3 separate regions of the Mus musculus genome follow, and all the other regions are linked to region 3. A link is a contact called in public promoter capture Hi-C data. All regions are on one chromosome and are shown on one strand. The core of a region is the stretch at or near the end of the contact, and the rest is flanking DNA. Distances in the headings are between cores, read along the strand shown. Region 1 holds the start of Phc1 (polyhomeotic 1). Region 2 holds the start of Foxj2 (forkhead box J2). Region 3 holds the start of Edem1 (ER degradation enhancer, mannosidase alpha-like 1).

Region 1 (4,136 bases), core at 286-2,785, about 14 Mb after region 3:
GTACTAGAACTATCAGGTCTCCCAAGTACTATTTGGCTTGGGAATATAAAAGTCCGACCATAATTTCTGCTAGGGGCTATCTCTAGTTTCATTAGATGAATGGATTTATCTCAGGAATTAATCCCAAACAAGTAAACAAAAGTCAAAAGTCTCAACCTTGGCCCCTGAAGTGGAGTTTTCTCTGGATTCTCTTCCCAGCATCTCTACATCACTTAACTCTGGGACCGAACAAATGCCACTCCACACACGGATAAAATGAAAGAGGTACAGAGAGGGTATTCTATCAACTTCAGTCTACCTTTCTCCCCACATCTTTTGCCAAAATATCAAAGCACTAAACAGATACAGACCCATGAATCCTCAATATCAGCATGTGAAGGAAAAAAAGTGGGTAAGGATTAGAGGCAGCATGGCACAGTTGTACAGATTACTGGAGTTATCTCACTGCACTCAGAGACGTAAGACCCTGTTACTTGCAATAGAGCCTTATATAAAACACGTTCATCAATTCGATGACCCCCTCATTTCCCCCAGATAATGAAACAGAGAGGGCCAATTTTAAAGTCTTTTCACCAGGGAAACTGCCATCAAAAACCTCGCAGGCACACAAATCTATCTTAAAATCCTCATTTTTCAATGAATGTTGTGAGTTCCAGATTCAGTATAGAAAGTGAAGAGAGCACACCGTTTAGGTGGCAAACTCAATCAAAAATTAAAACTAAGAGTCAAAGGCCACCCTAAACGTTCCCACCTTTTGGGTGTGGGTGTGTTTAAGGACTCAACTGGGGAAGACGCACACCGATGGGAAGGAACTAGAAATTAATATTGAGGTAGACATACTACTGGGCCTATTGGGTCAGGTGTTGGAAGAAGTCAATACCCTTGAGTATAAAACTCTGTTGCAGTAAGAATGGAGTGAGAAGCAAGGGTTGAGGGGCGCCTCGGAAAGACTCCCAGGGGTTCTTGTTCTTCACAGAAGCGTGATTAAAAAAAAAAAAATGCATTTCCAAAGAGAAATCAAACACACCAGGAGAAAGGGGTGGATACAGTGCTGTGCCCGAAGCGAGCGGACTTGGTAAGCAGGGAAATGTATATTCTAATAGTAGGGAGCCAAGCAGGGGAGGCACAGAAGTCGAGGAACTGGGAGATCGGGGAGCCCGGCGGAGCGCGAGAAGCAGGGAGATAACCAGACAGCATGCTCGGATGGAAGGACCAAAGTCGGGGAAGGGAGAAATGAATGAGAAGCGGTCAGAGGCAACGAGGTGACGGACAGACAGCACCGAGCACAGCGAGCGCAAAGCACGAAGACCGGGACGCGCAGCACCCAAGCACCGCAAAGCGCAGCAGAGCGGGAGGCAGGAGCGCGGCTGGGGGAGGTACCTGGGCGTTGCACACGCCGAGGTGGCTGAGGAAACATCCCCGCGCCGCCGAGACCCCGGGATGCGGCCCCTCCCCGGCCCGCGGCCGCCCGGTTACCTTCGCGCCCGGCTCCGCACCCGAGTCCTCGCGGGGGGCGTCCACCTCAGGGGCGGGGGAGGGGGGGGGGGTCGCTCGGCCTCGGCGGCGGCGCGCCGCCTCCTCCCCTTCCTGGAGGGGCGGGGGCCCAGGCGCGGTGGGAGGTGCCCGGCGCGGCCGCCGCTCCCCGCCCCTCCCGCCGTCCGGGTGCTGGCCGCGCCGCGGCTCCGCCAGGCCGGGGGCTCGCGCGGGCCTGTCACTTCCTGCCCCGCCGCGAGGGTGGGGGGCCGAGGCCGGGGGGCCGCGGGCCGGCGGGGAGGGGGCTGCGGGGAGGTGCTTCCGGGGCAGCCGACCCCTCCTCCGGCCCGCCCCCTCCCCGCGCCCGCCCTCGCGCGCGTCCCTCGCTTCCTGTCGGCGCCCGTTGCCATGGCGACGCTGCTCCCCGGCCTCCGCGCTCTAGGCCCGAGTGGGGTTTTTTTTGTTTGTTTTTCTTTTTCTTTTCTCCCCCTGGCTCTGGCTCTCTTTCTCCTCCTTTCTTCCCCCCTTCTCTCTCTTCGAATTCCGCTCGCCGTCTGAAAGCAGACGTCTAAGAAAGCGCTGGCCTCTAGAGGGGGACTCACCTCGGAGAAGAGAGGGAGATGGGGAGAGGGGAGGGAAGTGACGTGAAAGGGGGGGAAAAAAAGAAGGTATTTTCTGCAGCTTCTGGGAATAGGGGCTCGAAAGAAAGGATCAAAGGGACCAGCAGGCACAGAGGGAGGAAGCGGAGCAAAGACCCTTGAGAAACGACGGCCTGTGAAAGGAAATAGAGCAAAGGGAAGGGAAGAGGAGAAAAGAAAAACTTTGAGATAGAGGGAACGGCGAGAGAATGCTGAGTGTTTAATCCCTCGCCCCAACTCCAAGAAGGCGGGAAACAACGCCGCACAGAAACTGAACCCGTTAGAAGCAGCAGTTCATTAAAAAGCAGGAACCTGAAGCAACTTGCTTTGAATAATACTTAAGTCTGTGACGTCAGGGTTGATTGTGTGCTTCGGAATCTCTTTAAGTCACACGCACACGTGAAAGAATCACAACGCCCAAAACAATGGAAAAGGCGGGGTGTAAAGAGATGAACAATGGTGCTGCCTTTGGGAAGGCTGAGCATATGGTGGGGGAGGCCCGTTTTATTTGCAACACAAATTTAACAGGATTTAATTATTCTCAGTCTCTCAGAGCTCTTAGAACACCTACTGTGTGCTGGCCACTCTTGGAAGCTTTTTTTTTTTTTAAACCAGAGCATTGTTAGCAAAGACAGCTGCTCTCCTTAACCTTTTACCTGCCGTAGGGTGTTACCTTGTGATAATAGCTGGGATTTGTATCTTTTGCTAACCTCAGCCATAATTAGTTGTTTTCTTGAGCCCACTCTAGATTGAAAACCCAGGTGTAATTAATTTGTATTTAAGGGGGGGGGGGGGGGGAGAGGCATTCTCATTATAAATTGATGCATTTGTGTTTGTTTCAACTCCCTCTCTTAATTGGTATAGCCAGATCTCCGTAAAGTAAGATCTTTAGGAGGCTTCTAGGAACCTGTTAAACGGGTATGCAAATCCCAAAGGGCAGCCAAAGGACTGGAGAGGCAGGAACATGGGTGTGGAGAGGTGAAAGGGTTTGCTGCCGAGCCAAGGATGATAGGTGTTGGCTGGGGATGAATGGGAACATTCTGGCAAGGAGATCTGGTGGTTAAAAAACAGGTGGAGCAGGACCCACTTCATTCAAACCTAGAACTTTGGCAGGTCAAGGTTAAAGCTTCCTTGCGGAGACTTACAAATGGCGTTTTGAGCCTCAACAGTATTCAATATCAAAGAACAACCTAAAGATGACTTTCAGATTTATATACCCTGCCAGGATAAGAAACAGGGCTTCTATAGGAAAACTCAACATCAATGAATCTGGATATGATCTGTAATATATAAACCCAGAAGAAAGCATCCAGATGCCAGTGCTTATGTCCTTATTTCCCCAACCTATAGGGTGTGTATAGATTATCAAGGCCCTTTCCCATTGTGCTCCACCCCTTAACAATGAAGAACTGCTAATAGAGCTACATTCCACCTCAAGTTTTTTGGTTTCTTTCTTTCTTTCAATCCAGTACCATTGGTTTCGTCATCTACTGGATGACAAAAGGGGATTGAAAAGTGGCCGAATAATTTCAGCTTCTATCTGACATTAGCCTAGGAATAACCCATTGCAGCACAAGCTATGTTGATCATGGGCCAAGAGTTCAATTTTCTTTTCTTTTTTTTTTAGAGTTCAATTTTCATGTAAAGATCTCCAAAGCTTACTGGGTCATAGGTCTAACTAATTTCCACCAAAATAAATTTAACTTAGTTATATATGTGTGTGTGTATATATATACATATATATATATATATATGTATATATATATATATATGTATATATATATATAATCAACAGCAAATTAAATTTACAGGAAAGCCTCCATCCACAAGAAAATCATTTCCATACCGAGTAACCTAGTTCACCTCCACCTAAACAAAGAGAAACAATTTTGTTCCCAGATGGATCTTAAGCTGTCCCCCCCTTCCCCCTCCCTCCCTCTCTTCCACCTTCCTCCCTGCTTCCCCCTCTTTGTTAAACTTTCTCATTTTCATTTAATGACTCTTCTGGAATTAGTCTTTTCTCTT
Region 2 (4,340 bases), core at 245-2,744, about 14 Mb after region 3:
ACCCTGGCTCTAAGGCCATTTGGGTTCAACACCTGACACAAAGTAACACTACGAATTGCATAATGGTGCGAATTACATGAACTCAGACACAAACAATATCTTCAAGCTGTAGTTACACTCTAAAGGCCTGATACTGCTGCATGGAATTGCCAGTAAGAATCAAGTGTGATAACACACGGAGAGTGTGAAGCCTTAATGCAGACGTTGTATGTGTAATGTGGTTATATGTACAAGAATGTAAGTAAATGGCAGTAGGCATATATTTAGCCAGAAGACAAATGACATCTCTTTCTACAGGGAGTCATCAAACTGTCATCTTTTTGAGCAATTCAAATATCAAGTGAACAATTTCTTTTGTCTTATCATTTTATAATAGAACACAATTGGAGAAAAGTAAGCCAGAGGGTGATATACCTAAGAGTTTGTACTGGAATAGCATGACTGGGGAGGTAAGAGATGGGCTAACCTGGTTCTATTTCCTGTCCCAGGATGGAGATTATTCTGTAAGAAGTAGAGGGATGTGCTGAGAGCCCATTCTATCTCCCTGTGGCACTCAGGATAACATAGTCTATAGAAATGTCACTTGACTTTAGCACAAAGGTAAAAAAAAATGACATTTTATAAGGGAAATGAATAATCATGCTTTGAACCCTTTGTGTACTAGACCATTTTAAAAAGCAACTCGTAAATCATTTCCTTTGGTGACTGCGACATCCATATTAGTAGGCAGGCCAGAGTATCATAGTCCCTTCTTCACAGGCTATGCTTCCAGAAACTAGGGCCTTGCACAAGTTTGCAGAGCCGAAACTAACACAAGACCCCATTTCCCGATGCTCATTTCTCTATAACAGACTCATTTATCTTTTTATACATCCTCGATCCAATCTTTCACTGACCTCCAGGATAAGAGTAAACTTTAACTTCACGCCCGGCCCTATAACCCTTTATAAGCTGTCTGGAAGAGAAAGAGAGGAGCCATCAAATGCGTTTCTGAGAAAACTGGGAATACTTGTCTTAGGCGTAGACCACAGCACAATGAGAGGTGTGTGTGGCCCTTAGCGTGGACGCTGGCATCGCCAGTGCCCGGGACGGAGGGTCGGCGACCCGTGGGCTGCGGGGCTCCGCGCTCCTCCTTAACCCGCGCCGGGAGGCGGCGGCCGCGGCGGCGGGAGGGGGAGGGGCGCGGAGCGCGGCGCCGAGGCCGGGGAGGAGCCGGGGCCTGCAGCGGAGCTGAGCCGAGCCCGAGCCGAGCCCCGACGCGCTCCGTCCGCCTGCCGGCTCCTGGCTGCCCCGACCGGTCGGAGCCTCAGAGGTGGCAGCGCGGGGAGCCCCACGCTCCGGGAAGCGCGGCGGACGGGGGACGTGACCCGGGAGGCGCTGCCGCCCGGCAGCGGGTGACGGGAGCCCGGACCGCGGCCTCCGGGACCCTGCTGTCCAGGCCGGCCGGCCAGGCGGGCGGGAGCCGGAGTGCGAGGACCCCACCCTCGGGACACCCTGTGCCGGGACCTGCTCCCTCTCCCTTGGGAGGGAGGACCCTCCCTACTCCCCGGACAGCCAGAAGAGATCGCCGCAGGGCACGCGGCTGTCCCTCCCACGGTGGCTCCAGCGGAGACCCCCAGAAGTCGGGAAGGGTAGTGAGACCTGAAGGACCCGGAGTGAGACCTCCCTCACGCCTCAGCGCACTCCAGACAGTTTGGGACTTTTGAGGCAGAGAGAAAGGGAGCCATGCCTGTGGAGTAGGCACCCCGCATCCCACCCGGGACTCACCGCGGAGAGGCGTCCTGATACGCACAAGCCAGGACCCTCCAGGGAACCGCCAGGAATTGGTTCCAGTTTGCTGGAGAGTAGAAGACCTCGCCCCTCAACTTCCGTGCACCTAGACAGTGGACCGGGGCAGAGCCCCTCCACTCAGATCTCCAACTGACAGAAAGAGCCCTCAGCCCCTGAAAGATCCAGTTTGGGGGGGGAGGGGGATTCCCCCAAAGGGGAGGAGACAACTCCTGGCTGGGAGAGGCTCCTCCCCTCCTCCCTAGGGTAGCAGGCAGGGGGTGGGGGGTGTGCCATCTTCCCCAGGTAGGTCCTCCCTCTCCCCCTCCTCCTCCTTCGACTCCTCTTCCTCAGGGGACTCAGTTCCCTGCTCCAGCCTGGGAGGCTCCGCCAGGCACTGGAAGAGTCACTGAGGATGCCACCTGTCACCTGCCTCTGAAGAGGGGAATCCCTGCAACCTCAAACTTCTGTACCAGGTGGTTTCCTCCAGCGGCGGGGGGAGCCTTGGAGACAGGTTAGTGCTTTCCGTTCTGTAGTCTTTAGACACCAGGAGGTGTGGGGAGCGGAAATGGTGGAGCTTAGGGTTCATTCGAAGGGAAGAAGAAAGACCCCTGGGAAATGTCTTCCGATGGAACTTTTGCACTGGAACCCACATGTTGCTTCAGAGACTCTGAGAAATGGCCTTTTAAGATTTTGGAGTCCAAAGGGTTGGGTCATTTGCAGCCCCTAGAGAAGTTGATGCTTTGGACTGAGAACAGACAACAGGTGCGTTTTCAGGACGCCATGGTGTTAGTAACTCAGGACACAGCACAGTCAGAATCCCACAGCACTGTCCATCTTTGGGTCTTGTCCTCTGGTGACTGGACCTGCAGTAAATGACCTGCAGTCGTGGGGGCATTTTATGGATTGTATTGTATCGTCCAGGGCATGCCTAAGTCAGTTTAATATTCAACAGACGTCTTCTTTCCAGTCTATTACAATGACTGCTTGCCTGACTGGCGACAGGTCCCCGCCCACTCTGTCTTGGATACCAGGAGGGAGGCCCCTTTTGACAACCCTACTTCAGGCTGGATATCTGCCTCTCTGTGTAAAATCCAAAGGGAAATGCGAATGCACATGTCCTGGAATGAGAAGGAACTGTCAGGGCAATGCACCTTGGTGGGCTGGAGTCTTCCTAGATACCAAATCTGCCTTAGTCCCCTCATGTGTCCTGCCATTCGCTGGAAAAATCAGCTGAATGGAGGAAGAGAAGAAGGTGCTTCCTAGCTTCCTTCCACCCGTCCCTCTATCTTCATGAGCTGTCCACCAGGGAGGTCTGACCTCTGAGGAGTTTATTTTAGAGTTTCCTCCAGGAAAACACCTACTGGTCTCATCATCTCTCTTCTTGCTTTTTCGTTTAGTTCTGGGTCCCAGGAACCTTGTGTTGAAAATTTTCTTCAAAATCAAAAATCTTTAGAAAGAGCAGGAGAAAACGTGCTAAGAAATCTTCCTGGTTGAGCCAGAGTGGCATTTGTAGCAGAGCTCTGATTTTTCACCCGAGGTCACTAGCTCGAGACCTGCACTTCCTGTCTGGTGGTTGGACCATGCCTCGTCTTCTGTGTGGAGCTTCCTCCCCTTAGGTTTTCAGTCTCTGCCTCCCTATACGGGCCATGGGTGGCTTGCCTGTGTTATCCAAGTCTTTGCCTGTCCACTAGATCCTTGGAAGATACCTGTCGTGGTGATGCGCCGAAACAGGACTGTGGTCCACAGGTTCAATGGCTGGCCTGTAGAATGATGTACATGTTCCCCAGTGGGAATGACTGTGGCTTGCTGTCTGGGTTTTGAGTATGTACATGGAGAAGACTATCCTGGCGGTTTTTTTAGACTGTGCTTTGATCCCTTAGAATCATTTCTGGCAGGCCTGGAGAAGCAGGAGACTCTCTGCCAAAACCAAGAAGAGATGAGCGTGCAGACAACCAGTTGGGAGAAAGCCTAGCTTTCCCCCTCACCCACCAGGGGGAATTCCCGTGACCCCCTCCTGAAGTCACCCCAAGCTGCTTGGCAGGCCTTTCCCAGGTTGGACCTGTTTTCTTCCAGGACTGGTAGGAAAGTTTCATCGTGGGTGCCTCCAGTCTTAAAAGATGACGGTCCTGTCCTTAACTTCCAGGTCTAGAACCGCCTCTCCCACTTTTGAAAGAGGTGTGCCAGCCGTGGCAGTGGTCTGTTCCTTACAAAGCACTTTATCAGATGCTAGAGTGCAGCTTCTGAGGGGCACAGTGTGGGCTGTGGTGTCGCTGCTCCAGGCAGACTGCTCCATTCAGCTGGCTCTGCTGGGACAAGTTCCGTAACTCTCATGCCTCTCAGTAGTCAGTGAGGGGCTGCTTGCATTAACTGTGCTTTGGAGTGTATTGTTTTCTAGGGACGGTATCTTATGACTGCACCAAAATCCCCTGAAAGACAGGTGACTATTTTCCCCTTTTCTACGTCCTCTGAGGCTTCCCGATCGCAGTCAGTACTGGGCGGATGAACTCAAGGGAAATGTTTGAAATTCTGACGTTCTGACAGCCACTGCAGGCTTGTTTCAGACTCGGCAA
Region 3 (4,336 bases), core at 1,768-4,267:
CTATGTTAAGTGTTTTTTTATATGCCATCTACTTGAAAATACAGAAATATTTATTTTCCTCCACCTTGTTTTAATGGTGTAAGGGCTAATCACAGTTTACAGAACGATGCAGTGACGTGGATGAAAGACTTAAAACCTACAGGCTTATGTTTTTGGAAAGGCCTTTACAGTTGTATGCCCTTTTACTCCAAAGCTGTTTAGAACTAATAATAACACCTTGTAGCTGCTGTAGACTCAGGAAGAATTCATTTCAGCCTTTGAGAAACCTGGGACACTTAGAACTAATTCTTCCTTTCAAAAATAGGGGAGTGGGGGGTGGGGTGGGGGAGCCAAGTAGCTCTCTGGCTTCCCTTACATGGGAAGCAGAATAGTAGCCAGGCAGTTCATCTGTGACAGTGGTCAGCCCTCAGTTGTTACACAGTATGTCCCATACAATGGGTTTTCTGTTTCTTTGTCTTTTAACTTTATATCTATTTTTATAGCTTATTTCAATTCCCATTCTGCAAAACGAAATTCACATTGCTATTGTCTGTTACACCATTTGCCACAGTTCAGAGAGACTGAACATTTAAGTTGATTTCCCTTTGTGGGACAGGAGGGCTGGGGGAGGGGATGGAAGCTCACTATCATGTGTTTGTTTATTTTTGGGACAGTTGACTCACTGTGCTGTTCAACTGTCTTAGTCTTTTGGTCTCAAAGCAGTCCAGCCTTAGCATCCTGAGGAGGACTTCAGGCATTAAAAAGACCAGGCTGCCTCAAACTCACTCGAATCTACCTGCCTATGACTCTGAAGTGCTGGGATTAAAAGTGTTAGCCACCGTGCCTGTCTGAATAAGTTAACTTTTAATAGGCAAAGTTACTTGTTTCAGAAATTAACAGTTCACAGGAGATTGTCTTGGTCCCACTCACATAAAAGTCACTCCTGCCTGGCAGCACACCAGTTTATTTTCTTCTTCATGTCATTATTAGCAGGGCCTACTACTACAAGTTTTTGTTTGTTGGGTTTTTGTTTTGTTTTTGTAAGTGTATGAGAGAGTTTGTGGTAAGTATTGTTCATGTCTTAAAATGGGGAATATTTTGCAGCAGGGGAAACAGTGCAGGAACTAACTTAACAAGGTTACAGTTACAAGGCAGGATTCTGACTAGATTCTCAGCTGTGTCTTTGGAGCTGCACGGTAAAGCTGTACCTAAAACGGAAGTGACTTTTTCATGCTAGTCCTGAGGTACTCTTGTGAGAATGTATATGTATTTGGAAAAACCTATCACAAACCTTCCCATAATATCTCATTTGGAGCGGAGGCAGGAGGATTACAGGTTGGAGACAAACTGGGGCTACATAGTGAGATCCTGTCTTAGAATTTGTTTTTATATTTAAGGCTGAATATTCTGATTAGATAGAGTTGTCTCAATTTCATCAGCTACATTCAATCTGAGAAATCCTAGTCTAAAGGGACAGTCACAGATACTTCATCTTTAGTTTTTTTTTTTTAATGAAGATAAAATAGGAATACATGCTAGCGTTCTGAAAACCTGTTCTATTGGCACTTATTGTCAGTTGTGCCATGAAAAGCATTTTTCATAAACTAGCTGGTTTTCTATGGTTATTAGACTCGTCTTTTAAAATTAGGGCTTTTCTGTAATGTGAGAACAGTTGCTGTCATCAGTGGCTGACAGCTGACCAGAGTGCAAGCTACATTTCAGCTAAAATTTGCACAGAAGTAGCTTATGGAGGAAACAAAGCATAGCTTTAATGTCCATTTTCAGTTTGTGTTAGCTTCAGGGAGGCAGAAACTAGTAGTTCCGTGTCAAGGACTGGAATCAGTTGGTCTTATACAAGTTTATCCAGTCCAGTAACTTCTTCCCCCTCCCCCCTTTTTTTTTGTATACTGCTCAGGCCTTTGTATCTCACAAAATAAGCTCTCCCAACCCAAAGAACTTAAATTGTTGCTGGCTGCTCTGTTGTACCCTATCACATTGCAGGGACAATTCTGACCCCAAAATGGAAGGAGAATGGTCCAGGATTTACCTAAGTCCTCCCTGTCATTGCCTTCAGGTTGGTGACAGGCATTACTGATTTCGTTACTTCCCCTATTTTTTTTTTTTTTTTTTACTTTTTTATTTTTATGTTTTGCAAGTTTGATAGACACAGGGTATAATCTTAGGAAAGGCAAAACTTTTACAGGCGCTCCAAGTGTTGAAAGCCACAGCCCTTAAAAAACGAAATCAGTAACCTTAATTATAGGAATTAGCACTTGGATGGGATTAAACCCCCAATCTGCCCTACATTTCCAAGGTCGCCTCTGCCTAGCACTGCGATGAGATGATAGGACTGTCAGGAAAAGATGTTTAAATGGTTCTGATGAAAATGATCTGGTGTTAGTTCCCCCTCCCGCCTTGTTGGGATTGGATGTGATCTTGGAGTATTTTAGAAGTATTATGAATTTTTTTTTTCCAAGTTAAGGCGTTCCAATAACAAAACAAAAAATCTGGACATTTCGTGCGGTCTGGACCAGGGAGTCCCACTCCCACCAAGTTAAAAACCTTTCCTAGATATTCGTAAGTACTTCCTTTGCCTAAAGGCCCTGGCCCTTACCTTTCTCACACCTACTACTCCATACCTGGACGGGCTTTCTCCCATCCATCTTCTGTTCAGGGACACCATTTACCCGGGCTAGGGCGGGTCAGAGGCCATGTCTGTGTCCGGCTCCCGGAGCTCCCGTGCCGCGCTCCTATTGGCTGGAAGTTCTTTCCCCAAAAGCCAGAGCGACCTAGGCTCGCCACGCCAGCTAGACCAGACTCGGAACCGCCCAGGGGGCGTGGCCCAGTGGCAGGGCGGGGCCTTGCAGTCCGGGCGGCCTATAGAGCCGGAGGGAGTCCCCGGCCGCGCCCCTCGAGGCCGGGCCGGTGGAGGCCAATCCCCGGCGGCCGGCGGGCGAACGCGGGGCCAGGCGGGCCGGTCCCGTCCGCGGGGCGGGGGACAATGGACCAGTTCCTGGTGCGTCACGAGGGAGTTCCTTAAAGGGGAAGTGAGCGGGCTCCCGGCGGACGCGCGGGGAGGCGGTCGGCTGGGGACGCGCCCGGCGCTTCAAAATAATGCCCGCGGCGGACGCGCGACCATGCAATGGCGAGCGCTTGTCCTGGGGCTGGTGCTGCTGCGCCTCGGCCTCCACGCGGTGCTCTGGTTGGTCTTCGGGCTGGGGCCCAGCATGGGCTTCTACCAGCGGTTTCCGCTCAGCTTCGGCTTCCAGCGCTTGAGGGACCCCGACGGCTCGGGGCCAGTTGGTCCGCCCGGAGGCCCGGCCTGGCTTCATCGGCCAAGGCGCGGAACGGAGGGGCGGCTTGAGACCCCGCCAGAGCCGGGACCGACGCCGGGACCGGGCGTGTGCGGCCCGGCGCACTGGGGCTATGCCCTGGGCGGCGGTGGCTGCGGCCCGGACGAGTACGAGCGGCGCTACAGCGGCGCCTTCCCGCCGCAGCTGCGTGCCCAGATGCGCGACCTGGCGCGGGGCATGTTCGTCTTCGGCTATGACAACTACATGGCGCACGCCTTTCCGCAGGACGAGCTCAACCCCATCTACTGCCGCGGCCGGGGGCCTGACCGCGGAGACCCGTGAGTAGCCCGCGCGCTGCCTTCCGCCCCTCCGGGTCCCTGAGAACACACCAGGGTCTTTAAGGTCCGCAGTAGTCCGAGGTTCCTCCTCTCCTTACCCCAGTGGACTGCCATCCCCTTGATTCTCCCTGACCCTCCAAACTTCAGGACAGCTGTCCTTGTCATTTTCTGTTGCAAATGGGGAAACTGAGTCCCAGAGACCGGAAGGGACAATCACAGTATCCCTTGCTCCAGATAGACACATATCTAAGTGCTGGTTATATAGGTTTCCTTTGGAAAACTCCGCTTCAAAACGAAGCCTCCCCACTCCTGATCAGAATGCCACACCCAAAGCTTTAATAAGGTTAAGGAGCGGGTTCCTAGAAAGGGGCCATCTAGTGAGTTGGACGCCCGGATTGGGATGAGGCGTTAAGTGTTTCTCCTTTCCAGGGGCCGCAGCCTAGACTGAGGGGAGCTTATTGGCAGGAATGGTAGTTGCCTGGCCCAGATTGGCGATCTGGATACTTGAAGGATGATTTCTTAGGCGCAGAGTTGACTGACACCGTCATTGCTTGGTACCATCGTAAACACCAGTGGGGTGATGGTGCTGTCAGAAGGTCAACTAGTCCTCGCAGCCCACTAGCCACGTATGGGAAGGTGGAGTTCCGGGGTTACTCGAGTGGACTTCAAAGTCCAAGACAGCAGGACACCCAGCCAAGTTCCTCCTCCCTGAAGGGTGTGCGTTGC

Evidence for each region. Promoter capture Hi-C pulls out the DNA fragments that hold promoters and counts their contacts.
Region 1: a contact with region 3 is called in a promoter capture Hi-C map of pre-B cells, with 2.6 times the contacts expected there. The contact joins the promoter of Phc1 here to the promoter of Edem1 in region 3. A contact is called at or near these places in 2 of 39 promoter capture datasets (cranial neural crest and pre-B cells) and 1 of 9 other capture datasets (intestinal organoids).
Region 2: a promoter capture Hi-C map of pre-B cells shows a contact between it and region 3. The contact joins the promoter of Foxj2 here to the promoter of Edem1 in region 3. A contact is called at or near these places in 3 of 39 promoter capture datasets (cranial neural crest, pre-B cells and second pharyngeal arch cranial neural crest).

Annotation. Positions count from the first base shown.
Region 1 is chr6:122,338,122-122,342,257 of GRCm38.p6, forward strand. Phc1 (polyhomeotic 1) reads right to left here and starts at 1,536. Exons shown (of 16, transcript NM_001355215.1): 1 at 1,477-1,536; 2 at 351-359. The coding sequence starts at 354.
Region 2 is chr6:122,818,690-122,823,029 of GRCm38.p6, forward strand. It overlaps Foxj2 (forkhead box J2), which reads left to right and starts at 1,495. Exons shown (of 11, transcript NM_021899.3): 1 at 1,495-2,281.
Region 3 is chr6:108,825,624-108,829,959 of GRCm38.p6, forward strand. It overlaps Edem1 (ER degradation enhancer, mannosidase alpha-like 1), which reads left to right and starts at 3,018. Exons shown (of 12, transcript NM_138677.2): 1 at 3,018-3,610. The coding sequence starts at 3,117. It overlaps Gm35417 (a long non-coding RNA gene), which reads right to left and starts at 2,653. Exons shown (of 2, transcript XR_377956.4): 1 at 2,594-2,653.